Regions from separate parts of the Macaca mulatta genome. Here region 2 is linked to region 1. Evidence: chromatin contacts called from public Hi-C data. All regions are on one chromosome and are shown on one strand. The core of a region is the stretch at or near the end of the contact, and the rest is flanking DNA. Distances in the headings are between cores, read along the strand shown. Region 1 holds the start of SLC2A6 (solute carrier family 2 member 6). Region 2 holds the start of RPL7A (ribosomal protein L7a).

The links. A called contact is a pair of places that touch in the nucleus more often than the background predicts.
Region 2: a Hi-C map of fetal cortex germinal zone shows a contact between it and region 1, with 1.9 times the contacts expected there. The contact joins the promoter of RPL7A here to the promoter of SLC2A6 in region 1. A contact is called at or near these places in 2 of 14 Hi-C or Micro-C datasets (fetal cortex germinal zone and liver).

The regions. Positions count from the first base shown.
Region 1 is chr15:9,039,267-9,045,702 of T2T-MMU8v2.0, reverse strand. It overlaps SLC2A6 (solute carrier family 2 member 6), which reads right to left and starts at 2,532. Exons shown (of 11, transcript XR_013405324.1): 1 at 2,401-2,532; 2 at 1,688-1,850; 3 at 496-702.
Region 2 is chr15:9,173,613-9,180,097 of T2T-MMU8v2.0, reverse strand. It overlaps RPL7A (ribosomal protein L7a), which reads left to right and starts at 1,550. Exons shown (of 8, transcript NM_001144039.1): 1 at 1,550-1,585; 2 at 2,235-2,355; 3 at 2,854-3,003; 4 at 3,210-3,350; 5 at 3,542-3,621; 6 at 3,904-4,034; 7 at 4,601-4,670; 8 at 4,848-5,018. The coding sequence starts at 1,583. The coding sequence ends at 4,952. It overlaps MED22 (mediator complex subunit 22), which reads right to left and starts at 1,434. Exons shown (of 5, transcript NM_001194184.2): 1 at 1,288-1,434; 2 at 1-127. The coding sequence starts at 89. LOC114672900 (small nucleolar RNA SNORD24) reads left to right here and starts at 2,699; the gene lies at 2,699-2,773. SURF1 (SURF1 cytochrome c oxidase assembly factor) reads right to left here. Exons shown (of 8, transcript XM_077967244.1): 5 at 6,260-6,332; 6 at 6,014-6,176; 7 at 5,626-5,707; 8 at 4,664-5,547. The coding sequence ends at 5,478. It also overlaps LOC114672892, LOC114672890 and LOC114672891.

The sequences.
Region 1 (6,436 bases), core at 1,283-3,782:
TAACTGTGAGGTGGGTGGAAGGACTTAGCTCGGAAATGAGCAGCATGATGCTGGGAAGGAGGCCCGAGGGCTCCCAGGCTCCAGGGCTGAGCAGGTGAGTCCGTGCCTCCCAGTGAGTTCTGTCTCCTCTGCTGGGCTCACCAGGCCCCGTGTGGAGTACCGGATAAAATAAGAAGGTCCCAGGGCGGGTGTCGGGCAGGGACTTCCCTCTCCTACCCATTGCTCAATGCGGATTTTCTCCAATTGAGTAATACATCTGACCAGTCAAGAAATGGGGTAGAAGGCTTGGAAAGTCCAGAGTGGGGGCAGCCGGGGACCTGGAGACAATTTCCCCCAAATTAGCTGCCCTGCTGGGGGTGAGCTGAGGGCATCTGCAGGGAAGGCAAACAATTCTCATTGCCCAGAAGGCATGGAGGCCGGGAGGCCTTAGTCAGATGGAGGCTCAGCACCAATACAGAGGCACTGGGGCCCCTGGGTGGGAAGGCCTGGCCTTACCGGGATGCAGGCGGCTGTGAGCCCCCCGGCGAAGCCCGTCAGCGTCCTTCCGAGCAGCAGCATCCAGAGGCCGTGCGCACCCGCCATGAGCGCATAGCCGGCCGCCGACGGCACAGCTGAGAACATGATGCTCAGCTTCCGGCCCAGGAGGTCGTTGAGGATCATGGCACTCAGGCCTCCGGCTGCTGCTCCCAAGGTGAACACGGACTGCAGGGGAAGGGGGTGCAGGGCAGATATGTCTGGGCACTGCGCACCCCACTCTCATCAGAGTCCAGGGACAGCTTCTTCTCTAGGCCGACCCCAGGAGCTGGTCAAGCACTTGACCAAGTCAAGCACTTGAAGCAGGGAGCCTCCTGTCTTCAAGGGACAGCCATTTGTTAGGGATGCTCAAACAGGGAGTTCTGCTCTAAGGAAGAGGCACTGCCACATGTACACAGTGGTTCTGTCCAGCCTGATGTTTAAATGTCTAATATTTTAATACAGGAGAATTCTGTGACTTGAAGGCCCTGGGCTTTAAGATTTGGAGGTTCTTAAGTTCCCTGTACAGCAGCAACTGGGACCCCCTCTGGACTCTGCTAACTGGTAGTGGGACCTGGGCACATTGCCCAGCCTGTCTGAGCCTCAGTTTCTTGGGCTGTCTTACAGGGAGAGTTCTACCTCGTGGGGTTGGCCCTGGGAGTCAATGAACGTTCAGTGCCCAACACGTGCCTGGCACATAGGAAGTGCTCAGTAAATCTTATCTTAACTACTATGTTGTAACTACATCTGAGGCTATTAAGATTGTAATTCTAGACTCTGGGACTTTGGGATCTTCCTCTCCATCAGCCCACAATCTATCCTGCAGACCCTCCTTGCCCCAGCCAGTGCCTCTCCCCACTGACACCTGATACCCTTGCCCCCATCCAGCCAACTGTGGGTGTGGGGACCTGGGGAAGCCTCAACCCTACCTAGTGTAGACCCTGACAGCCACCTCCCCACCTGCTCCTTCCTTCACCCTCTCCACTGGCTTTCAGTTCCTCATTTCAGAGGAATCCTGTAGCTTTACCCCACCCACCAGTGGCCTAGATGGCTGGGGGCGGGGGGAGCCCTGGAGGGGCTCCCAAGGTGGAGAATTTGGGAGGTCCCTAGCTGGGGACAAGGCTCAGCAGGTCCCTGCTCCCTGCACCCACCCTCCTCCGAGGATGGTCCTTACCCCGAACCAGGATGCCTGGGATTTGGTCAGATGCAGGTCGGGATCCAAGGAGTGCTCCAGGGCTGGGATGACAGGGGATGTGTAGACCAGAGCATACCCAAAGCTGAAATTGCCGAGCACTGCGGCGAAGGTGGCCAGGAACACCCTTTTGTTCTGCAGGGCCCTGGTGATGGTGGCGGACAAAAGGACCAGGGTCTCTGAGTCCCTCCTCCAGGAACCATTGCCTTTTCTGAACCCAGTGGCTGCCCAGCTCAGCGGGCAGTGCTGGGGAGGCCTGGGTCCAAGGCCATTCAGGTTCCCAGGGCCTGAGCCCCAGCTCCCCTGGGAAATTCCCAGGCCATTGTTAGCTCATCGCCGTGGCTGAGCCTCTGGTACTGGGGCCTTTTCTCCGGAAGAGGAGGCTCTGGTTCTGCCCCCAGGTCTGCGGCTGGAGGCTTGCTGTGTGACCTCAGGCAGACCCCTTGCTCGTTGGGGCCTCAGTCTTCCTGTCTGTGGCAGTAGGGGGCTGGGCCCGGTACTCCCGTGGATCGTTCCTTCCCTTAGAGGCACCGGTTCCTTAAATAGGAGTAGCTTGTCCGGGACAGGAGGGAGCCAGATGGCCCCTCGGTGGCGACTAGGTCAGGGGAGGCCCAGGGTGGGAGCGCGCCGCCGGCGGCAGGGAACCAGAGCCACCCCCAGGCCCCACCCCCAGTCCCCAACCCAGCGACTCTCACCCGACCCGCGCCCTGTCCCCTGGCGACGGGGGCGGCTTCTCGGGGAAGGTGTCGTAGTCCGGGCCCTCGGCTCCCAGCAGCGGCTCCTGCATGGCCGGGTCTCTCTCCGGGCGAGCGGAGGGCGCTCAGACTGGAGCAGCCGCACCGGGCCCGCAGCTCCACCGGCCAGGCCCCGCCCCTCAGTCGCGATTGGCTGCGGGATGGCCCTGCAGAGCCGCGCCGGCCAATGAGGCGGCCGCACGCTGTCCTGATGCTCGGATGCGGACCCGGCTTCCCAGGGCGCGGCCCGCACCGCGTGCGCACCCAAAGGTCCCGCCCCCGAGACAGGATGGGGGTCCCAGGGCGGAGCCCCTGCCAGATAGTCCGGGGTCCTCGCGGAGCGCCGGGAGCTGCTCACCCGGCCCGGGTCTTGCAGGCGTGACTGCGGCAATGCGCGCAGGCCCCGTCGTACCCGCTCCCGCGGGGTGGAAACCGAGGCCCAGAGAGGTGAAGCCGCTCGCCAGGTCACAGCGAATGCGCACCTCGCTCCGCCTTATGCTCTAGCTCTCCCTGTTGCGTGGCGTCTCAGGGCCACCTCTGCCCTGGCTCTCCCTGGCACCAGGGAATCGCGGTGTGTCAGGGCAGCAGCGGATGTGCGGGACGAAGGAGGCAGGAGGGGCCGGGCGGGGCGCTGTGGGCAGCTGCAGTGGGCGAGGTCTGTATCCTCCACCCCAGGCTCTGATGGTAGAAATAACCTGAACTCGTGACACGTCACCCAGGTAGTAAGATAACATTGAAAAATAAGAAAAGCAGAAATGGAAAATTCCCGGGAAGCCCGTCCTCAAAAAATCCCACAGCAGTTCCACCTCTCTCTTTGGGCCTTTTCGGGAAGAGGACGAAATCACGCCCTGCTCTGCTGGATGGACGTGCCACACACGCTTTTAAACGGATCCTTTGTTGCTGAGTATTTGGGTCATTTCCCATGTTTAGCTATTAACGTAGTAAAGCATTTTTAAAAGTTAGAATTCCCCTTATTATGATTGAAATAAAAACATAATAGAACAATAAAGAGAATCACATCCATCTCCCGTCAGCCTGATCTTGAAGGCATTTTAGCCTCTTTTCTTCCAGTCTTTTCTCCATGTGCCTATTTTGCGTATTTGGGCCCTCATTAAATCCTGTAGCCCCTTTACATCATCGTTTTCTTGCCGTCAAGATCATAGGCTTTGGACTCAGGCACACCCGGTATAGTGATCAGGCTGCACAGTCCTCATGGCCATATATACACATATATGTATTTTTACATGCACGCATATATGCATGTATTTTTACACGCATGCACACACGCACGCATTTTTACACGGATGCACACACGCATGTGTTTTCACACGCATGCACACACGCGTTTCACACGCATGCATACATGTTTGTTTTACATACATGCCTACATGTATGTGTTTAAATACATGCATATATGTATGTGTTTTACATGTATGCATATATATGTATGTGTTTTTACATATAAGCATATATGTATGCATTTTTACATATAAACATATCTATGTATTTTTTTTGAGACGGAGTCTCGGTCTGTTGCCCAGGCTGGAGTGCAGTGGTGCAATCTCAGCTTACTGCAACCTCCGCCTCCTGGGTTCAAGTGATCATCCTGCCTCAGCCTCCCAAGTAGCTGGGATTACAGGCATGTGCCACCACGCTTAGCTAATTTTTGTATTTTTAGTGGAGACGGGGTTTCACCATGTTGGCCAGGTTGGTCTCAAGCTACAGACCTCGTGATCCTCCTGCTTCAGCCTCAGAAAGTTCTGGGATTACAGGCGTGAGCCACTGCAGTTGGCCTTCTCTTTTTTTTTAATGTATTTTTTTCTTTTAAACTCAACTTTAGGCCAGGCACAGTGGTGTGTGCCTGTCCCAGCATTTAGGAGGCCAAGGTAGGAGGACTGCTTGAGGCCAGGAGTCTGATACCAGCCTGGGCAACAAAGTGAGACCCTGTCTCTACAAAAAACTAACACAAATTATCCAGGTGTGATGGCGAGTGCCTGTGGTCCCAGCTACTCGGAAGGCAGAGGTGGGAAGATTGCTTCAGCCCAGGAGTTTGAGACTGCAGTGAGCTGTGATCACACCAAAGCAGTCCAGTCTGTTTTGTGCTGGAGTGAGAGAGAGAGCCTTCTTGAAAAAATAGCCGGGCGCGGTGGCTCACGTCTGTAATCCCAGCACTTTGGGAGGCCGAGGCGGGCGGATCACAAGGTCAGGAGATCGAGACCACAGTGAAACCCCGTCTCTACTAAAAATACAAAAAATTAGCCGGGCGCGGTGGCGGGCGCCTGTAGTCCCAGCTACTCAGGAGGCTGAGGCAGGAGAATGGCGGGAACCCGGGAGGCGGAGCTTGCAGTGAGCTGAGATCGCGCCACTGCACTCCAGCCTGGGCAACAGCGTGAGACTCCGTCTCAAAAAAAAAAAAAAAAAAGAAAAAAGAAAATACAAGAAAAGTCAACTTTGTTAAAGCTACAATTTATATACAGTAAAATGAATCCATTTTAAGTATAGGTTGATGAGTTTTGACAATTGTATAACCCCGAACACCCCCAATCAAGATATAAAACATTTCCACTGTTTCTTTCTTTTATCTTTTTTTGAGATGGAGGCTCACTCTGTTGCCCAGGCTGGAGTGCAGTGCTGCGATCTTGGCTCACTGCAACCTCTGACTACCGGGTTCAAGCGATTCCCCTGCCTCAGTCTCCTGAGTAGTTGGGATTACAGGCGCCCACCACCACACCTGGCTAATTTTTGCATTTTTAGTAGAGACAGGGTTTCACTGTGTTGGCCAGGCTGGTAGCTGGGATTATAGGCACCCACCACCACACCTGGCTAATTTTTGCATTTTTAGTGGAGACAGGGTTTCACCGTGTTGGCCAGGCTGGTCTCAAACTTCCAACCTCAGGTGATCCGCCCGCCTTGGCTTCCCAAAGTGCTGGGATTACAGGTGTGAGTCACCACGCCCAGCCCATTTCCACCCTTCTAGAAGGTTTCTTTGTGCCTGTCTGAAGTCAGCCTCCTTTCCCTGCTCACCAGTAAACTATTAATCTGCTCACCAGTAAACTATTAATCTGCTCACCAGTAAACTATTAATCAGTAAACTATAAATCTATTAAGCTTTCTGTGACAATAGATTAGAGTGGTCTTATAAAGAGAACCTATGTGAAGTATTCTTTTGTCTGCCTTCTTTTTTCAGCATGTTTGTGAGATTTATCCATATGCCGATTTTCAGTGATGTGTCCTTTTTTGCAGCCGCGTAGTGCAGTGTTTTATGGATGCAGCACAGTTTTTTTGCTAAAAGAATGAGCCGGTGTGAGCCCTCTTGCACAGAACCATTTAACACCTTTTTTTTTCAGACAGAGTCTCGCTCTGTCACCCAGCCTGGAGTGCAGTGGCGCCATCTCAGCTTACTGCAAGCTCCACCTCCTGGGTTCACACCATTCTCCTGCCTCAGCCTCCTGAGTAGCTGGAACTACAGGTGCTTGCCACCATGCCCAGCTAATTTTTTCTATTTTTACTAGAGACGGGGTTTCACTGTGTTAGCCAGGATGGTCTCGATCTCCTGACCTCGTGATCCACCCGCCTCGGCCTCCCAAAGTGCTGGGATTACAGGCGTGAGTCACCGCACCTGGCCCTGTTTACCAGCCTTTTAATGTTAAAGGTTGGGTGGATGAACCTGAATTTGTCATGAATCTTCTGTCATGGGCATCAAAGCTGTTTCGAACTGTAGGGGTAGAATCTGTTTCCTCACCCATTATTACAAGACCAGCAGATCCACGTGCCTGCTCCGCAGTGACTCCATGACACACCAGTGCCCCACGGCAGCAGGGTTCGCAGCAGGGAAGAGGTTAGTGATTGCAGGGCACGAGCAAGGAGATAGGAGGAGACCCCATGCCTGGCCCGTGTCAGTAGTTTCATTGGTACACAGGACCCAAAAGAACATCTCAAATGGCACCTTTGTCTGGGAGCGGTGCCTCCCACTTGTAATCCCACCACTTTGGGAGGC
Region 2 (6,485 bases), core at 301-2,800, 140 kb before region 1:
ATGATGGACTTAATGTCATCCTTCAGCCGCTTGTTGTAGGACTGCAGCAGCGTCTCCTTGCTCTGGGGCAGGGCTCTCTGCTGGGCCATGGCCGAGCCTCAGGCAGCGCAGCGGGAAGACCTGGGACCTTAGAGTGCAGCACAGACCTCTGAGTGCAGGCAGAGTCAACCCAGGCACCCTCTATGCCCCAACCTTAGCAGGACACACCCTCTATGCCCCAACCTTAGCAGATTTCTGGGGATTCCCTTTCTGCCAATAAAGTCAATCACTGAAACACAGATGAACTCAGTCCATCAGCAGGCACTGCAGGGGGGTTCCAGGACTCTCCTCTGGCCCCGCCTTTGCCAGAGCAAGCTCATCCTGGAACTCCTGGCCAGCCCTCCAAGCCCTGTCCAGGGCTGCAGTCCAAACTTCATATCCAGGCCCACAGAGTGTCCCAGAGAGGCCTGCAAGCTCATCACCAGCCCCTGGCATAACTTCTTAGCCCGCCGCCACCCTCACCACGCCCTCCCATCCGAGGAGTCCTTCTGCACCGCCTACATCCACGCTTTCCTTCCATTCCCACTCCGGCTGCCCCGCTCCCTCCATTCTCTGCGCGGCGGCGAAGAGGTCCTAAAAAGTGGTCATTCCGGCCGGGCGCGGTGGCTCACGCCTGTAATCCCAGCACGGGAGGCCAAGGCAGGGATCACCTGAGGTCAGGAGTTTGAGACTAAAAACTAGCCTGACCAACATACTGAAACCCCGTCTCTACTGAAAATACAAAAATTAGCGGGGAGTGGTGGTGGGCGCCTGTAGTCCCAGCTACTCGGGAGGCTGAGGCAGGAGAACCGCTTGAACCCGGGAAGCACAGGTTGCAGTGAGCCGAGACCACGCCACTGCACTCCAGCCTGGGCGACAAGGGGAGACTACCTCAAAAAAAAAAGGGGGGGGGGCCATTCCACTCCCTCGCTTAACATCCCTCATGGCTCCTCCACCGGGACAAGGGGCTCAAGCCCCGCGCGCCTCTCGGCCTCTGATGTAAGCCGCACTGGACAGCCTCGGCGCTGGACCTGCCTGGCCTTCGGGCCGGGCCTCTGCGCGCGGTGCTCAGGGAGGGTCCGGGGCCCCCTAGGTTCGCGGCCTGGCGCACGGCCGAGCGGACTCCTGGAAGCACTCGCGTTGTTTGTGCCCATTTTTGACGGGGTGGGGGAATTAAGTCACACGTAGGAAAGTGGATCCCCGACCTCTGCGCCTACGCACCCACACACCCCCCACCTCCATCCCCACTCCCCACTACACCCTCATAACCACCCCAGCGCCCGCGCACCAGATGCCGCGTCCGCCGGGTCGGCCTGGGGCGGGGTGGACAAGTGCCTCTGGGACCCGCACTTTCCCGCGTCTCTCCCCCGGCCGGGCCTGCCCGCCGCAGCGTCTCTTCCCCGCCGCGCCGCAGCCTCTCGGCCCCGCCTCGATTTTTACATTTACAGGAGTGCTGTTGCTTTAAATCTGAAATCCCGTGCCAGTATCAACTCTCGCGATCTCCAAGGCCGCATACAAATTACCCACAATTCCCTTTTCTTTCTCTTTCCTCCCGCCGCCCAAGATGGTGAGTGAGTGCTGTTTTCGTGCCACTATAGCCAGGTCTCTGGTGTATCCGCTGCCATCCTCCTCCAGGCGCGACCGCGGAGGGCCTCCTGCTCCGCCTGGCGCCAGGAGAGCCCTGCCCGGTGTGGCGCGGAGACATTGAGATGGACTAGAGCCCCGGGCGGCCGGGAGTGGGATGCGTTGATCCCGGTGTTGCTGGGCTGGGGGAGGAGGGCCTGGAGCGCCGCAATGCGCGGTTCGGAGTGGACGGGGCCGAGGCGCCCGGAGCCTTAGCATCTCCTGGGCTTCCTGGGGGCCGCTCCATAGGTCTTGAGTGACGAGTTCTGAGCCCTCCCCGTTGCTTCCAGAACCTGCGGGGCAGCGATCCAGAGGGATCATGAGTTCGGGGCGTCTCCTGGGTTGGCGACGCGAAGAGAGCGTAGCCTCGGGCTTAGCCGGGCTCCGGCCGCTCGGGGTTCCTGGGGCTGCGTGCTCTTGCTGATGTGAGACACTCCTGTCGAGGGGTGGTGCTGGGGGGCTGCAGAACGCTGCTCGCCGGCCTCGTTCAGGCAGGGGCTGTCGGCGCCCTGTTTTGGAGGAGCCAGCCTGAGACCTACCCCGGACAAAACGAGTGGAGGCGGCGGTTTAACTGACGTTTCCTTTCTGCCCAGCCGAAAGGAAAGAAGGCCAAGGGAAAGAAGGTGGCTCCGGCCCCTGCTGTCGTGAAAAAGCAGGAGGCCAAGAAAGTGGTGAATCCCCTGTTTGAGAAAAGACCTAAGAATTTTGGCATTGGTGAGTAACGGCAGAATGAAAACTGTTTTCCCAAGGGAAAAGGGTAATTGGGTTGTGTCGTATTCTGTAGGTTTTAGTGGGTGTAAAGTGGTCGCAGTCCTTAACCCGTGTCTCTTAGAGACGGGGGTAATGATGATACATGTTCCTTGCTTTCATTGGGAGTTGCTGAGTGAGCATTCATCTCAGTAGGGTAGTGACCTTGGATTCAGCTTAGCCATCCGGAAACAAGTACAGTAGCATTGTCACGGCGAAGCACTAGAACAACAATTCTGCTGTACTTGGTGGCGCCTTGGCTTGTTAGATGAGGAAAAGCATCGTGCTCTCGGGTTCTCAGGTGTTTGTGTGCAGATGATGTAAAAGAATATTTGCTATCTGAAAGATGGTGATGACGTTTTAAACCACCAAGATCGCTGATGCACCAACACCCTTCTTGGTGGCCCCAGACATGAACTTGACATGGGATTTGAATCTCACTCGATGTCACCCTTTATTTTTCAGGACAGGACATCCAGCCCAAAAGAGACCTCACCCGCTTTGTGAAATGGCCTCGCTATATCAGGTTGCAGCGGCAGAGAGCCATCCTCTATAAGCGGCTGAAAGTGCCTCCTGCTATTAACCAGTTCACCCAGGCCCTGGACCGCCAAACAGGTGAGGTTCTGTGGTGTGGAAAGAGTTTCTCAGGCAAGGATTCCTTATTTCATCCAGAACATGAGGGTGGATGGCCTTAGGTTTCTTGAACTGCATCTGTCATTACATTATAGTCATCATATAGCAGGACAGTGGTCTAGCATTTGTATTAAGTGACAAGGATTAGAACCTTGACTGCAAGCCTAAACTGAAGAGTGTTTTTCCAGCTACTCAGCTGCTTAAGCTGGCCCACAAGTACAGACCAGAGACAAAACAAGAGAAGAAGCAGAGGCTGTTGGCCCGGGCCGAGAAGAAAGCTGCTGGCAAAGGGGATGTCCCCACTAAAAGACCACCTGTCCTTCGAGCAGGTGAGTAGGCCCCACCTTAGGGTGAACACTGGGGGCAGGCTGTTGCAGTGATGTAGAATTTTTTCGCCTGAAATCACTGTGAAGAGTAAAACCGAGCTTTTTAACACTGAGTCAACAGCTGAGCCCAGCAGCTTCTTGTGAGGGGAGCAGGCCCTGTCTGTGGTTACTTACAAAGTGGTTGTGTGTTCTAGGAGTTAACACCGTCACCACCTTGGTGGAGAACAAGAAGGCTCAGCTGGTGGTGATTGCACATGACGTAGATCCCATCGAGGTGCGTTTGCCTGTTGACTGCTAACCCAAGGGCTTCTGTGTCAGTATTAGGAAGAGAGAGTAGGTCTAATGCCAAGTCAGTGGTGGGACTGAAGTGGATGAGGACAGTACTGACACAGATCCAGCACATGCATGGCTCTTGCAATGATGTGAATCTCTCACTGAATTCAACCTTGAAGTGCAAATCCATGAGCTTTTTAACCCTGAGCAGTTGCCACCAAGCGAACTCTGAAATTTACTGCTTTTGGTCAAAATACACTCTTCAGCTAATGCTTTCTTCCAGCTGGTTGTCTTCTTGCCTGCCCTGTGTCGTAAAATGGGGGTCCCTTACTGCATTATCAAGGGGAAGGCCAGACTGGGCCGTCTAGTCCACAGGAAGACCTGCACCACTGTCGCCTTCACACAGGTGAACTCGTAAGTACACAGCCTGGCCCCAAACCTCCCCTAGCTCATTTAATCCATGTCTCACGGTTGTTTCCTCTTGCCTTAAAGGCCAATCTTTTAGTTTAAGAAATACATTTGCCGGATGCAGTGGCTCACGCCTGTAATCCCAGCACTTTGGGAGGCCGAGGTGGGTGGATCACGAAGTCAGGAGATTGAGACCATCCTAACATGGTGAAACCCCATCTCTACTAAAAAATACAAAAAAAATTAGCCAGGCGTGGTGGCGGGCACCTGTAGTCCCAGCTGCTGAGGCAGGAGAATGGCATGAACCCTGGAGGCGGAGCTTGCAGTGAGCCGAGATTGAGCCACTGTACTCCAGCCTGGGCGACAGAGCGAGACTCTGTCTCAAAAAAAAAAAATGTATTTGAACTTTTGCCAGTGATGGTTAAGAATTTCTTCACCTGAATAAACCATGTGGTCAACATTGTATCTGAGGCAAAAGATTGTCTTGAGCTAAAACTGAAGATATTTCTGCGTTCTAAAGGGGAAACTAAGACCAAAAAAGCCCCACTTTTGTTTTCCCTCCTGCCTTTTAGGGAAGACAAAGGCGCTTTGGCTAAGCTGGTGGAAGCTATCAGGACCAATTACAACGACAGATACGATGAGGTAAGAGCTTTACACAAAATATTGTCATGCACAAATCATTTTACCAAATAACTGGCTGGCTTAACTTACGAGAAGTTCTGACGATCAGCTTGTAACAGTCCAACAGAATAACGCAACTAATAACCTTGAAAATATCAGAAAACAAGTCAAGCTGACCGCCTCTTTCTGTCTTTTCAGATCCGCCGTCACTGGGGCGGCAATGTCCTGGGTCCCAAGTCTGTGGCTCGTATCGCCAAGCTCGAAAAGGCAAAGGCTAAAGAACTTGCTACTAAGCTGGGTTAAATGTACACTGTTGAGTTTTCTGTACATAAAAATAATTAAAATTCAAATTTTCCTTCAGCCAGCGTCTGTTGAGTATCTTCGGTTGAATCTTATTTGGGGCTAAGAAGTACCCTTTTTTTGAGATAGCCTCACTCTGTTGCCCAGGCTGGAGTTGCAGTGATGTGATCTCACAGCAACCTTCGCCTCCCAGGTTCAGGATATTCTGGTGCCTCAGCATCCCAGGTGGCTGGCTGATTCATGTTAGCCAGGCTGGTCTCAGCTCTTGACTTCAAGTGAGCCACCACACCTGGTCCTTCCTGCCCTTATATATTCTTACACCAGGCGTTTTGTTTCCTAGAGATGTACCTTGCGTGTCAAGTTTTGGGAAAGTTCTTTGGACTGAAACCAAGCCAGGATTTTATCATCAACCAGTCATGAGCTCATTTAAGGTAGAAGGCCAGAACTTTATACCAGCAGCACATGATCCAGCATAAAGGCAGTCTTTTTACTTCATTATTCAGGGACAGGGCTTTAGCAGCTGATCTGTCACACACCAGGTGTCCCACGTAGGAATTTCTTAAACCACAGGTATGATGTAGCTGCAGAGAGTCCATACCTTGGGGTTGAAAGAAAGCTGGCATTAGCAGGCTGCTGGGCTGAAGGGGAGGGAGCCAGAGGGTCACTGGGGACTCACCAGGTCACGATGTACTGCAGATGCTCGTTCCTCAGAGTAACTCTGGTTTGCCCTCCAATGGGTCCTCCAGGGACTGTGCTCTCTGCAGAGACAGCAGACTTGAAGTCCACCCTCTGCTGCCTGCCAGCCTCTGCACTACTTCCTAGTGGTTGTCATTTTTGTGTGGCCAGTTGGAAGTCCTGTATGGCCTTTACCTTGGGTGACCATCCCCAGCCTTGTCTGCTCAGTACTTGCCGAGGTTCCTCTTTGCTGAGTTGCTGCCCGCCCCCCCTCCATATACACACATGCGAGAACATAAGCCACGGCAGTGACTGGGCAATGAGAGTTAGGAGGAAGGACAGTTATTGACAAAAGCTACTTATTCCGGGGTGGGCTGGTCACAACGTACGGAAGTTGGCGTCAATGAAGATGGGCTCTGCGCCTGTGATTCTGGCCATAGCTTCCAGGTCCCGGTAATACCAGTGGTTCCCTTCTGGATTGTTCTCGGGGACAAAAGGTTGCCTGGTTTCTGTCAGCCTCACCATCCCAATGAGGTCCACTTCTCCCTCAATCTATAAAGGAAGGTGTGAGACTGCACAGAGCCTGGCGGACTCCCAGAGCCTTCTCTAAAGTAGGAAGGGTCCATGTCCCTTACCTGGCCTTTCTGCCGGGTTTCAGGATTCACTTTCTTCCTGGGAACGAACCCTCTATTAACCAGGATGGTGGTTCTAGGGTAATGAAAGGACTATGTCAGGTGGGGAGGGTTTTTGAATGAACACGGTCACTCAGGCACCCATAGGAACAACTAGAGCACCAAGGAAGGCTTTTAAAACAGGACTGGCTCAGGGGAGCCCTGGCAGTGCCACACAGGCAGTCTTCCT